Regions from separate parts of the Gossypium hirsutum genome. Here all the other regions are linked to region 1. The links are chromatin contacts, called in public Hi-C maps. All regions are on one chromosome and are shown on one strand. Each heading gives the region's core, a stretch centred on a gene start, on an enhancer-like site or on the middle of the called end of the contact. The rest is flanking DNA. Distances are from core to core; before and after follow the strand shown.

The links. Hi-C and Micro-C count contacts between places; a contact is called where the count stands out from the background.
Region 2: a Hi-C map of leaf shows a contact between it and region 1, with 4 times the contacts expected there. The contact joins the promoter of LOC107950117 here to the enhancer-like site in region 1. A contact is called at or near these places in 11 of 34 Hi-C or Micro-C datasets (anther, callus, hypocotyl and 2 more).
Region 3: a Hi-C map of leaf shows a contact between it and region 1, with 2.9 times the contacts expected there. The contact joins the promoter of LOC121223348 here to the enhancer-like site in region 1. A contact is called at or near these places in 18 of 34 Hi-C or Micro-C datasets (callus, cotyledon, hypocotyl and 3 more).

The regions. Positions count from the first base shown.
Region 1 is chrA03:732,231-736,001 of Gossypium_hirsutum_v2.1, reverse strand. No RefSeq gene overlaps it. Among protein-coding and RNA genes, the nearest start is that of LOC121223346, 7.3 kb to the left of the region's middle. Within about 2 kb of position 2,076, at least 7 of the 9 cell types and tissues checked have an H3K27ac peak or open chromatin away from gene starts, as enhancers often do. A contact at or near this core is called in cotyledon and leaf, where this site is marked.
Region 2 is chrA03:677,421-681,191 of Gossypium_hirsutum_v2.1, reverse strand. LOC107950117 (acetylornithine deacetylase) reads left to right here and starts at 1,733. Exons shown (of 10, transcript XM_016884878.2): 1 at 1,733-2,117; 2 at 3,045-3,289; 3 at 3,389-3,497; 4 at 3,587-3,725. The coding sequence starts at 1,791.
Region 3 is chrA03:783,823-787,593 of Gossypium_hirsutum_v2.1, reverse strand. LOC121223348 (AT-hook motif nuclear-localized protein 23) reads right to left here and starts at 1,711. Exons shown (of 1, transcript XM_041104630.1): 1 at 462-1,711. The coding sequence starts at 1,480. The coding sequence ends at 677.

The sequences.
Region 1 (3,771 bases), core at 827-3,326:
TCGATCACTAAATTCACACAATAAACTAAAATTTGCCATGTTATCTTCTTCCATCTTAATCTAAATTTATTTATTTTTCTTTGGTTGTCTAAGACTCTTTGGTATTCATGTCCCAATTAAATTTAAAGTAAAATTAAATTGATTCTCTAAATAAAACAAGTTTTTCTCAATCCATGAGGTTAAAACCTTTATAAAAAATTGAGTTGATCTTGATTAAGTTTTGAAGAACATTTCTTCACTAAATATTGGAAAGTAATGGTTCAATATCGGCATGAAAAGTAAAGATAAAGAAAAGCATTGTAAACATAAAAAAGAAATTAATAATTAAAGCCATCACTAATCTCAATAAAACATGTCCTTAGCTTCAAAAAGGAATAATCAAAGGACGAATATTGTGCCACTTATAATGAAGACACCCCAATTTTGTCTAGCTTTTATTTATTTTTAATTGTTTCAATGTGGAAGAACCCTTTCAAAGCTTTTATGTTATTAGTTGGGGTTTCTTCCAAGAGATAAATTAAGACTTTTAATGAATGGAACAGGAACCCATTCATCAATATTTTAATCAAACAATGACAACCAAAAGTCTAAACAAGAAAGATTATAATATAATATTTTAATTAAGAGAATATAATAATAGGGTAAATAGATTATAAAGCAAATCATAGTTAATGGAGCCAAAACAGTCCAAATAAGAGGCCTCCTTTTGAGGAGCGGAAAGCATAGACGCAAATGAAAGCTGGGCTACATGGTGCCTAAGAGTAGGTAGGGACCAAAAAGTTTGGTAAGAGTATAGTAGAAGATATATATATATATATATATTAGATTAAAGAGTAAATTAATTCTTTTAAAAATTTTATCCATTTTCAATGTTAAAAATTAGTTCCTATATGTCAGCATGAGTTACATGTGGCATATAATGTATAATTATCTAATTATTTTGTCAGTTATACCAGTTTTTAACAGTAAAAATAGATAAAATTTTGAATAGAAGGGACCAATTACTCTTTAATCTAACCTATAGGGACTAATCTGCCCATTTTTGAGTATATGAGACAATGCAATTTGACTCTTAGTATAGGGCTTTCATGGTACTTTTACCATAATTTTGTGTTGGGAGGTCAAAATTAAATCATAAAATTTTCGGAACAACAAAATGTAATTTTATCAATGTTTTAACAAATATTTAATTAGTTAAAACTTGATATTAGTCTTTGTACTTTGCAAAAGTTATGGATTTAATCTCTGGACTTTAATTTGGTCATTTTTAGTCCCTATACTTTTCAAACTTACAAATCACAGTCCTTACCAAACAACAACAGTTAAATTCATTAAGTTCTATTATTTCCAAAATCAAATACGCTGAACATATAATCATAAGTATAATGCCATGCCAGCTTGTTATTTTCACATATACAAACTAAAAATCTAGTTAATGAATTAACAACTATCATTTGCATAAAGACTAGAATTTTAAAATTCGAAAAGTATAGGGACTTAAAATGATCCAATTGGAGAATATAGACCAAATCTATAACTATTAGCATAGTACATGACCGATAATTGAATTTAATCAAATGAATTTAACTACTACTGCTCTAGCTAAGATAAAAAATTCAAAATTCGATAAGTACAGAGATTAAAATTAACCAGTTCAAAAGTACAAAAACTAAAATTAGCCTAACTATAAGAATTAAATCTACAACTTTTGCAAATTACGTGGACTAATAACAGAATTTAACTTATTGAAGTAGTATTTGAAGGAACAAGGGAGCTAATGCTTATGTCAACATTTCTTGAATTTGTCCCTGGTAACAAGTCAAGATAAGCTAGTATTCATATTGTGTCCATATGATTTCTATATGTTATAATCATATTTAAAATAGTATTATATTAATAATTTAGAAATTTCTACGGATCAAGATATTAAGTGAATAAATTATTTAATTTATATTAATAATGATAGATACAGTCTAGGTAGATTCTTTCCTAGGTGAATTTTTATATTGTATTGTGTTTTAGTTATGGCAAGGTCTAATTGGTTCTCCAATCATCTCTCAATATTGGAGCCCATTGTGTTGATTATGGGCCTTAAGATCAAAACTTGGCTGAGTTGCTTGGTCCAATGTAACCAAATAGGGACAATTTAACCTTGTAAAGCCCAAAAACACAAAAAATACTAGAATTCTCTCAACCACTTTGTTGGTGAAAAATATTTTTTAAAAATATTATTTTATAAAAACTAATATTGGTTTTGAAAGGGAAATACATTTTTTAAGTAAAAAATTATTTTTTTAAAAATTTGAAAGGGCTAAATAGTTCACATATGTATGTAAATTAACTTTATTCATGTGCCAAAGTTGGATTCAAAAAAATTTCAAACCTAAATTCGAATTTGACCTTGTCAAAAATTACCAAAACTTGATGGATCAATTGATCGATACATTGATTCGAGGCAAAAAAAAATCAATTGATCCGAGAATTAATATGAAAATATATTAAATTAAATTATTACTTTTTATAAGGGCTCAAAATGTAATTTTTATTTAATTATAGAGTTGAAATGAATTAAAGTGAATTATTATTTTTAAAAGGGACTGAAAAAGAATATTATACTATTTTATTAAGGGGCTAAAGTTCCTGCCTACCTCCTAGTTACGCCTTATATATCTATATACTAAAAATTGCAACATGTGGATGAAATAATTATTTATAACTGCCGTTTTTTTTAAAATAATGAATGTTAAAAGAAGTTATATATATGATAATTGGTAAATGTAGGTTGTGTTGGTTTCATAAAAAATTATTTACAAAAAAAATTATTTTGTATTTTTTTATATTTGTTTTATGAAAAATAGCTTGATCAACGGAAAATTATTTATAAGTCAATGGAAAATAAGCCTCTTTTCTTATAAATTGACATATCTTTTTTAAAAGTATAAGTCATTTTTTGAAAATAAGCTCGTTTATAAGTAATTTTGTTTTTATATAAAAATTAACTTGAACCAAACCTAAAATTATTATATTAATAATAAATTTTAATTTTAATTTTAAAATATTTTTAAAAAATATAGTTTTAATATCAAATATTATAATATTCAATATTATTAAACATAAATATTTAATTATTTATATTTATTAATATAATTAATATGATTTATTATTTTAATGTTACTACGGTGAGAGCAGCTATCCTGGTTAATGGGTTAGCTACAAATTTGGTCGTGGATTACGCCAAGGAGATCCTTTATCTCCATTCTTGTTCATTCTGGTTACGGAAGTGCTTCACTTATTAAACGATTTCACACTTACAGTTTGCGGACGACACGATTTTGTTTTTAAAGGCAGAGGAAATGGTAGTGGAAAATATGAAATTTATTCTCCGTTGCTTCGAGACTTTTTCGGGGTTGAGTATTAACTTCAAAAAATCGTGTATTGTGGGGTCTGGAGTTAATGAGGAATTTCTTTACCGTTTGGCAGCTATATGTAAATGTAAGGTTGGGGTGTTGCCTATTTGCTATTTGGGTATTCCTTTAGGAGCAGATTCGAGAAGGGTAGCTACTTGGGACGTGGTGGTTGAGAAATTTAGAAAGAAATTGGCGGGATGGAAAGGTAGAAGTATGTCATGGGCAGCTAGGATAGTGTTGGTTAACGCAGTATTATCGTCTCTTCCAATCTATTTTATGTCTTTATTTCAGGCCCCGATGACTGTAATTAAAAGAATTGATAAAATTAGGAGAAATTTTTGTGGGGAGGGTTGGATGGCAAACA
Region 2 (3,771 bases), core at 484-2,983, 54 kb after region 1:
CTTTCTCTTCTTATCTTCAACTGCATGGGAAGCCACTTCTGTCTGGTCTGGTCTGGTCCTCCCTTTTAACAATCCCTGTCATGTTTATTATAGTACGGTCACTATTCTATATATAAACACTATCTCAGTTTACTTAGATTTCTTATACGTTAAATTCAGAATCCGAAATGGTTGAAATTTATAATAATTCGATGAATCAAAACAATTTGAAACGAAATAATTCAAACAATAAATAATTATATCATAAATCTAAGGTTTCGTATTAACTTTCATTTAAGCTTATTAAATAAGTAGGTTGAATTGATATTTCAATTTAGATCAGTTCGGAATTTAATTCATTCGAGTTTTAGGATTAAGTTTTTTGAACGAGTTATTGCATATTTAAATTATTTCAAGTTTGAATCTATTTGAATTTAAATAGGACAAATTCAAATTATTTAATTTTCATTATCAAATTAAGTTGCAATAAGATTCATCGAATAGTTTACTAGTATAGCCATATTTATTAGGCCCATGTCTTTCAACTGGGTAAAAGCATTAATAGGCTCATGAAGGCTTCATTTAGGCCCATTGCTTGCTTGAGTTTAACCCTACTTGCATGTTAATATGATGAATCGAAAATGGTGTTTCTAGGAGAAGGTCGTGACATGTTAATTAGATTAGTTACGGGCATTACTTGTTTCGAACATTATAAAAAGTTGTTGAAATTAGTTTGGATAAGTTGGATTATGAATCGATGGGTATATAGGTACAAAACAATGTAAACAACCAATTAACTCATAAATTAGTGCGAATTCGAGTTAAAAAATAATAATTGAATTTGTATGTATAACTCTATAAACCCTTGAAGTGGAGAATAATACACTCTTAAGCACATTTGAACTCATTTTCTCTTACATGTTTCAATACCAACAATGTCAACTGAGTTAAAAATATAAGATAAATTTGACAAAAGTATCATGGAGGCCCCTGTATTAAAAGTTAAATTGCATTTTGCTCATTTACTCAAAAAAGGTAAATTAGTCATTATACATTAGATCAAAAAGCAAATTGGTCTTTTTTATTAAAATTTTCATCCATTTATACGGCTAAAAGTTGAGTGGCAACATATAACCAGGTAGTTACATTTGGCATGCCACGTGTACCTCATGCTAGTAATTATTAACAGAAGACTAGTTTGCTCTTTGATCTAATATATAGGGATTAATTTGTCAACTTTGAGTAGAGTGGGCAAAATGCAATCTAACTCAGTGATAAATGTATTATGGAGGCTCGTGCACTAGGAGTCAGATTACATTTTGCCCACTATACTTAGAAAATGAGTAATTTAGTTCCTATACGTTAAATCAAAAAGCAAATTGGTCATTTCTATTAAAAATTTTATCAATTTCTATTGCGTACCTCATGCTAACAGAATAACCTGACAATTATGTATGGCATGTCACATGTATCTCATGTTAACATATAGAATCAACTTTTAACGATAAAAATAGATGAAAATTTTAATAGAATGATTAATCTACTATTTGATCTAACGTGTAGTGACTAATTTGCCCATTTTTTTAGCATAGGAGACGAAATGCAAACTAATTCCTAATACAAGTGCCTCAATATACTTTTACCACATAAATTTATACCAAACTATAGAACTAAATTTCAAATTCGAATATAGTAAACGGACCAAAATCAAAATTTAACCTTTTATTCTAGTCCTTTTTATGCCAAACGTGGGACGATTACCTTGCAAAACGCAAAACTCTCCCCTGTTTCGTCCTAAGAATCTTTCTCCAATGGCAACTTCGAACTTGAAGCAAACACTAGGCGATCTAAACAAGGAATCCTTCATCTCACTGCTAACCAAAATTATAGGTGAATCCAAGTTCTTACAAAACAACCCACCAGAACTAATCCCGGAAGAAGACAGGGTAATCAAACATGTACTAGATTGTCTGCTTCCTTACAGCACCACAACCGGTGGTCCTTTGATCGTTAACCATGTCACTTATTTCCCTGGTAGAGGCAATCTCATTGTGGAATATCCTGGGACTCAACCTGGAAAGATCTTGTCTTTTGTTGGTATGCATATGGATGTTGTCACCGCTAACCCAAATGATTGGGTACTCCTCTTTTATCCTTTCAATATTTTTATAGATTTTGATTTTGGGTTTCATTTTTCTTCATCATTCAAAACTTGGGTTTTTGTTTAAATGTTTGAATGTTTGAGTTTTAGGGTCATGTTTAATTTCTGGGTTTGGTTTGTAATGTTATGTAATTGTAATCGTGTTGTTTAAGGATTTGGGTGTGTTTTGATTTTGATTAATTCTATGGATTGTGGCTTGAATTAGCTTTTTGCAGCACTTATTTGTGTATATATGTGCTCGGGATGAAGCTAATCCAGCACTTTATAATATATATATGCTTGGGGTGAAGTTAATTTTGTTTAATTTCTAGTGATTTACAGTTTTCATACAATAGGAGCTATGGATTTTGGCTTGAATTAGCGTTTTGCAGCACTTATATAGGTAAGAGTACCATGGTGGCTTTCGAGTCGGATTACATTTTGCCCCTTCTACTAAAAAAATAGTCAAATTAGTCCTTATACACTTTAGATCAAAAGAGCAAAGGGGTCTTTCTATTAAAAATTTCATCCATTTCTGTTGTTAAAAACTAGTCATGTACGTCAATATAGTCAATATAAGGTACAGATGGCACAGTACATGTTAGTTGTTAGTTATATTGTCAGCGTATAAATGGATGAAATTTCTAACTGGACCAATTTGCTCTTCAGCCTTATGTATAAGGATTAATTTGCCCATTGTTTAAGTAGATGGAGCAAAATGCAATCTGGCTCCTAGTATAGGTGCTTTTATGGTACTTTTACCCACTTATATATTTATGTGTATATATATTGTTTGGATGAAGTTAATTTTGTTTAATTTCTAGTGATTTATAGTTTTCATACAATAGGAACTATGATATTGTGTCTTGGATCATTTTTGCTGAATTTTTCTTAGAATGGAAAGTTGATAATGGGGTTTTTATAGGATTTTGATCCTTTCTCGTTGAGCATTGATGGCGATAAGCTTCGTGGCCGTGGAACTACTGATTGTTTGGGACATGTTGCACTTGTGACTGAACTAATGAAGAGACTTGCTGAGACAAAACCGAAGCTAGAATCGACTGTTGTTGCAGTTTTTATAGCTAATGAAGAGAACTCGGCTATATCTGGAGTTGGTGTTGATGCTTTAGTGAAGGATGGTCTGCTTGATAAACTGAAGGGAGGCCCACTGTGCGTAGTTTTCATATTAGTAGATTGAAACATATTCCGGATGGATAATGCTTATTGTTTCTTGTCATTTTTCATATACTAAATCTTTTGATTTTGCAGTTTCTGGATTGATACGGCTGATAAACAACCTTGCATTGGTACCGGTGGTATGATACCGTGGAAACTTCAAGTGACGGGGAAGCTTTTTCACAGTGGTTTACCACACAAGGTATACAATATAAACAAATAGAAATCCTAACTATTCTTGTTTTTCGATTCTCTATGTACTTGTACTTCAAAGATTTTCTTTATCTATAGGCTATAAATGCATTGGAGCTCGGCATGGAAGCACTTAAAGAAATTCAGCTACGGTTTTATAAAGACTTCCCACCCCATCCGGATGAGCAAGTATATGGATTTGCTACACCATCAACCATGAAACCAACGCAATGGAATTGTAAGTTTTAAACTTTAGATGACCTAGTTATAGTAAAAGTATTATG
Region 3 (3,771 bases), core at 462-2,961, 52 kb before region 1:
ATATAAATAGATATAAATAAAAGATTGATTATTGATAGAGGAAATTATAGAAGGGAGCTCAAAATCAAGAAAAGGGCAAAGCTTTGAAACAATATATGAATGCAAAAAAATCATGTTGGGTCAAGCAAGAAACAAGAAGAATCCTCAGTGATGAAACACTTGTTTCAATGTTTCTTACCTATATTTTTATTACTGTTTTCTTATATATATATATATATATATATATATATATTCTCTCCTGAAAACAATGCAAAAAAGGAATTACACTATCCCATGTTACCATATCCTACAAGATTTTTTTACTTTGGAACCCCTTTTTTGTATGTTTCAAGTCCTAAGTTTCATGTCCTTTGTTATGTCTCTTGAGCCTATATTTGTGTATGTATATAAATGAAATTAAAGAAAGGGGGAAACCCTAATTTGATATATGTTAGTAACACATTGTTATCCATACATCATAATATCAAACCATTTTTTTTTTCTTATAGCAAGAAAGTTAATTGTTCCATATCATCAACAAGAAAGAAACTATTTTCCTTAAATCATAGATTCCAAAAATCCCCCAAAAAGAAAGCCTAAAAATACCCTAAAATTAACATTCAACATAAGATGAACATAAACTAGTTCCCATGAAATTTTGCTGACCTTTTTATGATCCACCATAAATGACAAGTTCTCAAAATGGAGGTCTATTACCACTGGAATTTCCAGGCCATCCTTCAACTGGTAATTGAACATTAGGAGGCATATTAAGTGGCAAATTAAAGAAAGGTAACCCACCTTGTTGTGTAGTAGAACCTGGATCAGCAAACATGTTATTTCCATTTCCACCGCCGTTTGCACCGCCGTTTCCACCACCGTCATCTTCTTCTAAAGGTAATCTTTCATAAGCTACATTTGTAAAGGATGAAGCTATGACGATAACAGGTCCAGCTGCCATAAGTTCACCAACTACGTTTCCACCTACAACTTGTCCTTGACCACCGGCTAAAAAGATGGTTAAACTGGTGGCACCGGGTGGAGCTGGCGGTGGTAGAAACGAACCGGAAAGTGATAAAATCTCGAATCTACCATGAAGGGTAACCACAGAACCAGTTGCTGATGGTTGTCTAATGGTGACGTTGGTGACCGTACCACTGCCGGATAATATACAGATACCCCTTTGTCGTCTCCGAGCATAGTTGGCTATACAATCGAATACATCACAGCGGTTGCCAATTTCAAGAATGTGAGCTCTAAGGGTGTTTGCACTTTCTCTGGTGATAATAACTGGTGGTTTAGGCTTGTTTTTGGAACCAGGTGGACGACCCCTTGGTCTACGAGCAACAAGATCATTATGACCTGTGTTCATCAAGTCATCGGCTGATCCACCGCCGCTTCCGCCACCGGTAAGGTGGTCTTCATGTTCAGATTGGTGTTGAAGATGAAGGTCAGGTCTATGAAGTTGATGATGAACATAGCCTAAATCAAGACCAGCCATGTTAATAACTTAGTAGTATATATAATATATATATATGTAAGTTAATTTAGATTAAAAACTGTTCAACAAAGGAGATTTGTTTAAATTTATATAAAAAAAAACTGGACTAAAAAAAAAAAGGGAAAGGCTATGAAGAGAAAGGGTTTTTGATTTTAAAAGAGAAAAAGAAGAGAAAATTGAAAACAACGAAGAATTGAGTATAGGCAAAGGAAAGGGCGGTGAAGTGGAAGAAGGGAGGTGAAGGAGGAGACAAAACAAAGTTTATATATATAATAAAAAACGCAGTCATTTCTAATATACTATGAATTGGTTGAAATTATTTCTTTATTTTTATTTTCTTTTTTTGAGATGCAAAGTTGGTGGATGCCAACACTACTCTCATTTTTATGAGCGTGGGCGTTTAAAATAGTAAGGTTATTTTATTTTATTGATGGGTAAATTTCATTCTCTAGTCACTTAATTATTAATAAATTTCTGTTTTACTCACCCAATTATATGAAAAGTTACAAAATGGTCATTTAATTATTTGACTTTTTTCTTTTGTGGTGACTAGCAGGAAGATAACTTGGTAACTTTTAAAATTGGTATAATAGCAACTTTACCCTCAGTATTTATACATTTGTGTTAATTTAGTGTTGATTCTAAAAAAAATTACTCTCAACATTTACATATTGTGTAATTTGAACTTTTTTGTGATTTTATTTTTCTTTGTAACATTGAAGGCTGATTTTAAAAGAATAAGAAAAAAAATTAAATTTATTGTCTTGGATTTTTTGGTGTTTCTTATACTTTCAATCAAATTTGGCTAATAAATTTGTTTATTTTTTTAACTTTTTAGATTAAAGTGTCATAAAGAAAAGAAAAAATATAAAATATAAATAAATTATACAATGTGTAAATATATTAATTTTTTTAAATTAAGTCAACACGATGTATAAATATTGAGGAGTACATTGATTTATTTTAAATTTATAACGTTATATATTTGGAATCACCATAACTTATAGATTGATAATTCCTTTAATAAAAAATTAATACAATTGGAGAATTCAAGAGCATGGGGAATATTTGTGAAAAGATATGAATTAAGAAAGCTTTTGGTTTGTTAGTTGTTCCAACCAATTATTCTAATTAATGTACCAAACAAAAGTTGGAACAAAGTAGTATATTTAACAAATTCAAAAAGAGAATACACGATATTTGTCAATGCAATTTGAATTCGTCTATTTTACTTTATGGAGTCTCGCTTAGTGAATGAGTTTACTCAACAATGAATCTAAAATCATATTGGCTAAAGCCTAATCTACTTTATACTATAGATAATTGCAGTGCTAACAAAGAACCTCCAATGTTACAATCACTCATCCCAAATAATCTTACTTATAATAAGGTTTACTTTCGAAGAAATATATAAACAAAATAGTGCAAAAATACAAAGCAAAGTTAAGCAAATAATCAGTCAAAAGCACTCAACAAGCACACCCAACATATGCAGCAATGCAACCTCTATATAGGTTGAGATCAATACCTTGTCCAAGTAATTGAGTAGATAAATTAGCATTAAAAATAAAAGAATTATTCGCACAAAATCTCCTTAAATTTCAAAATATAATATTCACATTTAAATAAATTCAAATCAACTTAAGCACCAAATAAAGCCAAATAATCCAAGTCAAAGATGTCAACAAAATTCATTACACTTGTGTTCCAACTTGTTGTCTCAAGTATTGTTCGAACAATGACATCTTAAATAGATAAGGTCTCAACATCAATGAATATAATGACATCTTAAACAGTTAAAGTCTCAACATCAATGAATACCTATGTAATTAATGAAGAAATTTAATGGATTAAATCAAAAGGATAATGGCAAAACAAGTGTTACAATTCCCAATCGATATCAATCTTAGATTCACCCATGGATAATTTGTATTTCTACCCTTGTATCAAAATTTCTCTTCAAAACTAATTACTATAAATGTTGTATTGAATTGTGGTTGAACTCAAATTAATTAATTAATTAATTAATTAATTAGAACAAATTTAGAAGAGAATCCTCGTATAGTACTTAAACTTAAGATCTCAAAGTTTTCGAAGCTTCAATTTTGAAAAAATAAATGTTTTAACATCTCAAAGTTTTCGAAGCTTCAATTTTGAAAAAAAATTCAAGAATGGATGGAAGGTGGAATGCACGAGGCAGAAAGGGTGTGTGATTGTTTTATTAGAAAAGAAAACAATTGAGCAAATGAACCCTAGAAGTAGAGGAGAAGAAGATGCATTGGATTTGAATT